Regions from separate parts of the Zea mays genome. Here region 2 is linked to region 1. The links are chromatin contacts, called in public Hi-C maps. All regions are on one chromosome and are shown on one strand. The core of a region is the stretch at or near the end of the contact, and the rest is flanking DNA. Distances in the headings are between cores, read along the strand shown. Region 1 holds the start of LOC109943973. Region 2 overlaps LOC100285236 (BAH domain containing protein).

The links. Hi-C and Micro-C count contacts between places; a contact is called where the count stands out from the background.
Region 2: a contact with region 1 is called in a Hi-C map of ear, with 4 times the contacts expected there. The contact joins the enhancer-like site here to the promoter of LOC109943973 in region 1. A contact is called at or near these places in 8 of 25 Hi-C or Micro-C datasets (ear, endosperm, leaf and 2 more) and 1 of 3 datasets of contacts at active chromatin or transcription factors (leaf).

What each region holds. Positions count from the first base shown.
Region 1 is chr8:58,262,826-58,266,052 of Zm-B73-REFERENCE-NAM-5.0, forward strand. LOC109943973 reads right to left here and starts at 1,735. Exons shown (of 1, transcript XM_035961669.1): 1 at 951-1,735. The coding sequence starts at 1,715. The coding sequence ends at 1,434.
Region 2 is chr8:58,420,716-58,423,942 of Zm-B73-REFERENCE-NAM-5.0, forward strand. It overlaps LOC100285236 (BAH domain containing protein), which reads right to left. Exons shown (of 8, transcript NM_001158130.1): 8 at 1,112-1,801. The coding sequence ends at 1,511. Among protein-coding and RNA genes, the nearest start is that of LOC100285236, 16 kb to the right of the region's middle. Within about 2 kb of position 1,641, at least 2 of the 20 cell types and tissues checked have an H3K27ac peak or open chromatin away from gene starts, as enhancers often do.

The DNA.
Region 1 (3,227 bases), core at 485-2,984:
ATGAAACCACCAATATAAAAGTTGTTGATCTCTAAAAGTTACGAAACATTATAGTTGACAACTTTTTTATTTAAACTCATTTCGGTTCTCAAAAATTGAATCTAAGTATGTCTGATTTAAAATTCAAATTTTGCAAACGGCCTCGGATGAAAAAAGTTTCAATAAAAGTTGTAGAACTTCAAAAGTTATTCAACTTTATAGTTGATAACTTTTTTATTTGAATTCGTTTAGGGTCTCAAACAAGCAATTTACACTCAGTTGGTTGTAATATGTGGACAAAAAACTATAAACTAGCCTTTTCTTTGAATGCTTTCAGAAATTGGAAATGCAGGTGAGCTACACATTAAGATCTAGATTGAAAACTTAAGTCGATATTCTCAAAGACCGAGGGAATATGAGCTAATTTTACACTCATTCCTAGGGATCTTAGAGGGAATTAATTTTCCAAACTAGTCGTGATTAGTCAAATGAACCTCTGATTTTTTCACTAGGTCAGTCATCGTGACAGCGCTGGGGATGAAACCCACGTATGCTCTTTGGGACTAGTTTGAGAGCCAAAAACCGGAGGGGATTGTAAGGGCTAAAATCCTTTTTCTTAAATAAAAAGGGGATTTTAGCCCCTCCAATTTCCTCCGGTTTTGTGGCTCTAAAACTAGCTCTAGAGAGTAGGCTCTGCTTGAAATGCTAACACAGATTATTGGAAGGCCCAAAAAAGTTTTACTCCAAAGAAGTAATCAATGAAGGTTTCTTAAAAGGTTTCCTTTTTAGCATTTCCGGCATGAAGTCAGCATAAAAAATGACTCCAACCCCAAGAATGATATCTGTTGTACATTAAAGTTTGACTCGAAGACCAATAAGATGAAACCAAAGGAATTGTGTAGAACCGCAAAGGAAGAGAGCAGGGTCCAAAGATGGAAAGGACTTGTGCTGATACAGGAATTGTCCAGACCTTCAGAACCAGAAAATAGCAGGTCTGTTGCATGATGTTTTGAGCCGGCAAGACATTGACACAAGTTGTTTTCCGCAGATTACAAGTTCTGGTTTTCTGACGAAGAAGAGGAAAGCAATCTGATGAAGGCCTTGTCAGCGATCCATTGGTTGTTCTATGTTTGATTGATTTGGTATTCCATCACACCGATGTGGTTACACAATGACACGGTAGACACTGACGACGAACACCAGAGTGAATCCTACTGCTACCACCTCTTTTTGTCGGAGTACTACACTATACTGGCCCTCTATGTACAGCAGCCGGCAACCATTTGTGGCACCAGCACGAGCCCCCCCCCCCCCCCCCCCCCCCCCCCCCCCCCCCCCCCCCCCCCCCCCCCCCAAACTTCGGCACCCGATGAGTCGTCAGGCGAAGACACGATGGATCGGAGCTCGTCCGACCTTGGATGAAGCTTCCCCATGGCGTGGATCCCAGCGGTTGGTCAGTCGTGCCAGCGTAGGAGCATGACGACGCATCTCTGGATGATGTAGAGCCTGGCCCTCTGCTCCTTGAGGGCCTTGCCGAATCCCCTCTGCCTCCTCCTCTGGCCTCCAGCGAGCAGCTTCATATTGCAGTCACGAAGTGTTGTGGGTTGGATTGGATGCTCCCAAGTGAGCAATGGCGAGGACAAGCTGTGTGTTGTTTGTTGGCTCAAGTAGCAGGTGTTGTTGAAACTTTGAATCGGCACTCCAATGGGCGCCGTATATATAGCAGGCGTGCCCATCTGTAGTGTAGTGTACAGGCAGCAGTGGAGGAGCAGACAACTAATAATGCGGTGGCAGCGGGCCACACGGCGCGTGCAACTGCAGGCAGGCGGGGCTGGGCGCCAGTGAGACGGCCAGCGCGGCGAGATTCCGCCTGTCCAGGGGCGGATCCAAGGGGTGGGCAAGGTGGGCCATGGCCCCACCTCAATTTTTCTTAACCTTTTATACCTAGGTTTAGGTACACACCAAAATAAACAAATTTTTGTATAGTTAGCGTGGACAAATCTAATGAAAACTAGGTTTTGATCTATTTTTCTCTCGATGCTTCACTACTTAGTCCACTCTTCACCTGAGCCATTTGATTCTCTCCCCTAGCGCAAGCCCACTCATGGCTCACTCGCTTCTTCGGTCATCTACTGACCAGTAAATCGGTGACCTAACCCGCCCGCTGCTGCGCACTTTGTCTTCTCATCACTCATCAGCTCGTCGACTCGTCGGGATCCTACACACAACGTTGATATTTTGCCTCCTAGTCTGCACCAGCACATGGGCAAGCTGTTGGTGGAACCGTGGCATCACCTGTCCCTCGCTAACTCATTAGAGTCCCACCGCGCCATTGCAACACGACAATGGGTGTCGCTTGTCGTCACCATCATCTATCTCTACCTCGCCTCCTGCACTCGCTCCTCCTACTTGTCGTCGTCTCACCAACGCCATCTCACGACAAATTCGATGACTCGCTAGAACGACGCGCCGATGCGGCTGCTTCGCCCTAGTGCCTCGTCCTCAGTGAGTCCACCTATTTTCTCCCTCTAGCTCTCCTTTCAGGAGCCAAAAAGGTTTTTTGGTATTCATATCATTTTGGAAACACTAGATATTATCATTCAATATTCATGTTATTATCATTAATCTACATTTATGGTCTAGTCTGGTGATTTATCTCTTGCGATGTCGGCCCCACCTAGAATTTTGTTCTGCGTCCGCCACTGCGCCTGTCCCCTGGCTGCCGAGGGGACCGCACGCCGGGGTGGTTCGGCCGTCGTGCGCGGCGCGCCCAGCGATGTCGGGCGCGGGCTCCGCCACTGTTTGCCTATGGAAAATGTGTCGGGGGGCCCCGGCCAGGGCAGGCGGGCGGGGGCCTCTCGTGCTCGTGCGGGTGCGTCGTCGCTGCCAGCCACGAGCCACCACGCCATCCCTCGTGCGGCCGTGCGTGCGTGTCTGACTGGCCAACCGCCCGTGCGCGCGCGATCATGGTGGTTGCTGAGTCATGATTAGCAGTCCTTCTTGCGGGCAGCTGAGTAAAGAAGGGGCACTGTGTGTCCAGGACTCGATCGCCATTACTCTGTCATTTTCTGGCTCACCGCTGACCGCAGTAGCACACCCGGTAGCACGAAGCGCACTGGATCGAAGACTGAGCGGGGCCGTACTTGCAGTTAGAGGACAACTTATACTTGGGGGTGCATGTGCGTGTGTCGGCATGGCCGCATGTAGCGCTGGGAATTGGGCCGGGCCGGGCCAAGCCCGTCGTGCTT
Region 2 (3,227 bases), core at 391-2,890, 160 kb after region 1:
GCAACAAGCGCAAAACAGCAAATGCCGTGTCAACACCATCGGGCGTCGCTTCCTTTTATATATGCAGATTTTTGAATTTAACTGTTATACTCACTAAAATCTGGACCCCACCAGTCAGGGTGATCATAGGATACTGATTCATAACGAGCTTCGAGAAGGTGTTTTTCGGATATTCGGCGCAAGGCCTCCCTGTCTTTTTTATTTTGCAATCTAAGCTCGTTAGGAAGAAAATAACTCATTTTGCACTGGGCTACTGTTGGAGCCTACTCTACGAAAGGTCCTCATTTAAACTTCATTTTAGCATAAACAAGTGTATTTCAGGTACACTACCATTGATGGATAAAGCTAGCCTTCGACCAAAGCTACTTATAAAAAAAGGCTTCGCCCGTACGCACAAGTAAGGAAGATGCGAGCTGAAGTCGGTTGCTTTGGCAAAGGAGAAAAGCTTCAAACGGAAGCCAGCGAAGGAGAAGTCCGAAGCTTGCGTAGCGTAGCATGAAAGAAAGGAAAAGGACAGCAATATCTCTATAGCATTTGTAAATCATGTGTGTAAATCCTATGGGCATGTATGTGATTTTCTACAAAGCTGTTCGATTTCCCTATAAATAAGTGAACAATGTCGTACATAAAGTACTTTTTTCAAGAGTCATAGCTTCGTGTTGGTTAGACTTCAAAGAACCCTCATGTCACCTTGTATTAAAGAGCGGAAGATATGTTTATAAATTCATTTGATATAAAGAAAGATGGTAAAAATGCTAAGACGTATAAGATAAGTTTCATACTATGCTCCACCTAATTGTTTCGTTTCATATCGTTTCATGCACACCTCCTTTTAAATATCTTCATCCTTAGTGTCAACACTTCAAAAAAGTGTAGAATCAAGGAAAAAGTGTAGAACCAAGGATAAAGAACTACATATTTAACTTGTGTTGTCTTAATTTTCAATATCTTTATAGGATTGAAATTAAGTAGTCAACAGACCTCCGACGTTAGTTCCTTACGGTACTCTTCCAGACTGAAACGCATGGAACTCAAAACGCAGATCCCTTCCCAATTGGCACGGAGATTTTGTTTAAGTTGGATCCTTACGCAGATCTCAGACTGAAACATGTAACTCAAAAACTCAGAGAATTTGTTTTAAGTTTGCAACAGACGGTCATGATGTCGCCCAGCATAACTGGGAAGTGATCCTTGCAAGACAAAATTTATAGCACATAGAAAGCAAAATCAATCTGGTAAACGCCACAAACCTACGTCCTCATGTCAACTGATGAGTGCTACAACAAACAAGCAAATAATAAAACGAGAGGTAACTGGCTATGCATGACTGCAAAACAAACTACCGAAACGAAGACAACCAGTACGAGGTGGTAGCATGTCAAGAAAAGGGCCCCTGTTTTGGTGCAGGGGAGGGTTCATCCCCTGTTTTGGTGCGGGGGGTGGATCACCCCTATGTACAAGTATGTATCTCGAAATCCTGCAAAGACCAATCTGCAGCATGAATACGGCTCTACCCCTGTTTTGGTGCGGGGGAGGGTTCATCCAACAGCTTGGTCTTAGCAAACGACTTCTGCCTCTCCATAGTTGGCATGTAAGCTGCAGTGCTCTTCTGCAGAGCATCAGAAGCAGGCTTGCCGGATTGGTCCCGTGGGCTCGTGAGCTTCTTCTCAACGACCTCGAACTTTGCTGTTGCCAAGGGGGCAGTGCCCACATTCCCAGCAGTGCTTGGGGCATCCTCTGTAAGTGTTGTGATGGCATCTCTGGACGAAAACCATGTGTAGCCACAGGAAGTGCATTCCAACTGAAACAAAGATTTATGTGAGGCAACTGGTGCATGAACATCATAATTTGAAGGTTATAGCAATTTCACGTGTCAACAGATACTTCAGGACAGTTCACTACATGAAATCCATCATTCTTGAAATCCATCATTCTAAACCAATTGTGCTATTTTCAAGCAGTATAAGTTCAAAAGCCCATCAAAGCAAACAGTACATTAATTAAGTTCAACAGCGCATCAGGCAAACATTTAAGCACTACCAAAGTATCGATGTTGAAATATCTGAACACACTGAACATCCACTCAAAAAGTTTGCATACAGAACTTCTAGTACACCTAGGTTTTACACCCTCAGGGTGGTGCACTAGCATGGATTCAGAGATAAAGAACATGTTATTTTCTCACTAGTGTATTTTAGAGTACCCGTTTAGGATTTTGGGGTTAGCCCCTTATAATTATAGTTATACCCCTATGTAATGGATCAGGCCCAACAACCTTGGTCGATTAATACAACTCCCAACCCTAACTCCCAACCCTAAGTTAGGGTTAGGGTTTCCCACATGATATAGAGAGGTTAGTTTCTTCTTTTCTTCTCCCCACCCCGACCCCAGCCGCCGCCGGCTGCTTCTGCCCCACCGCCGGTCGCCAGCCGTGCCCGTCGCCGGTCGCCTCTGCCCACCAGCACGCCCCAGCGCCCACCGCCGGCCCTGCCCCAATGGACGTGTTGCCCTTCTCTCTGCAGACGCAGACGCAGCCGCCGTCGCCGATGCTGCTGCAGGCATGGGCGTGGCCACCGCTTCCGCGGTGCCGCCCCAAGCGCGAGCCTGGCCCCTACCACCCCCAGCGCGAGCCTGGCGGCCCCCTGTTCTCCCCCACGTAGGCACGGCCGCAGACGCCACCACCGTCATAGCTGGCCTGCTCGGCCGGCAGGTCGCCGACGCCACCTCCCAGGTCGCCCTGCTCGTACTCCCCTCCTTCGGCGCCCTCTGGCTCCACTCCGGCGCAAGCACAGGGCCCCTGCGCACCGGCGCGCTCACCGGGGATGGTCCACCATCGCCGGCCTCGAGCCTCTCTCTGGCGCCCTCTCTCCCACACTTGTTGCGCAGCACGCCAGTAGCAACCCCCTGCCATCCTCGCTATGCAGCAGCAGCGACCTTGTCGCCCCCCGTCAGGATTCTCCATCACCGCTCCCGCGTGGGCAAACACTGTTGCATCCTCGACTATGGCCTTCTACTACGACCTTCCCCGACATCGGAGCTGGTGGTCTACACCTACGCTGACTAGGCTGGGCTATCTGGAGACACACCAGTCCACTTCCGGTTACGCCGTGTTCTTGGGCGCCAACCTCGTCTCCTGGGCTGCCAAGCGGCAGCCCGTCGTCTCCCGCTCCAGCGCATAGTCCGAGTACCACGCTGTGGCCAACGGCGTGGAAGAGGCCTCCTGGCTG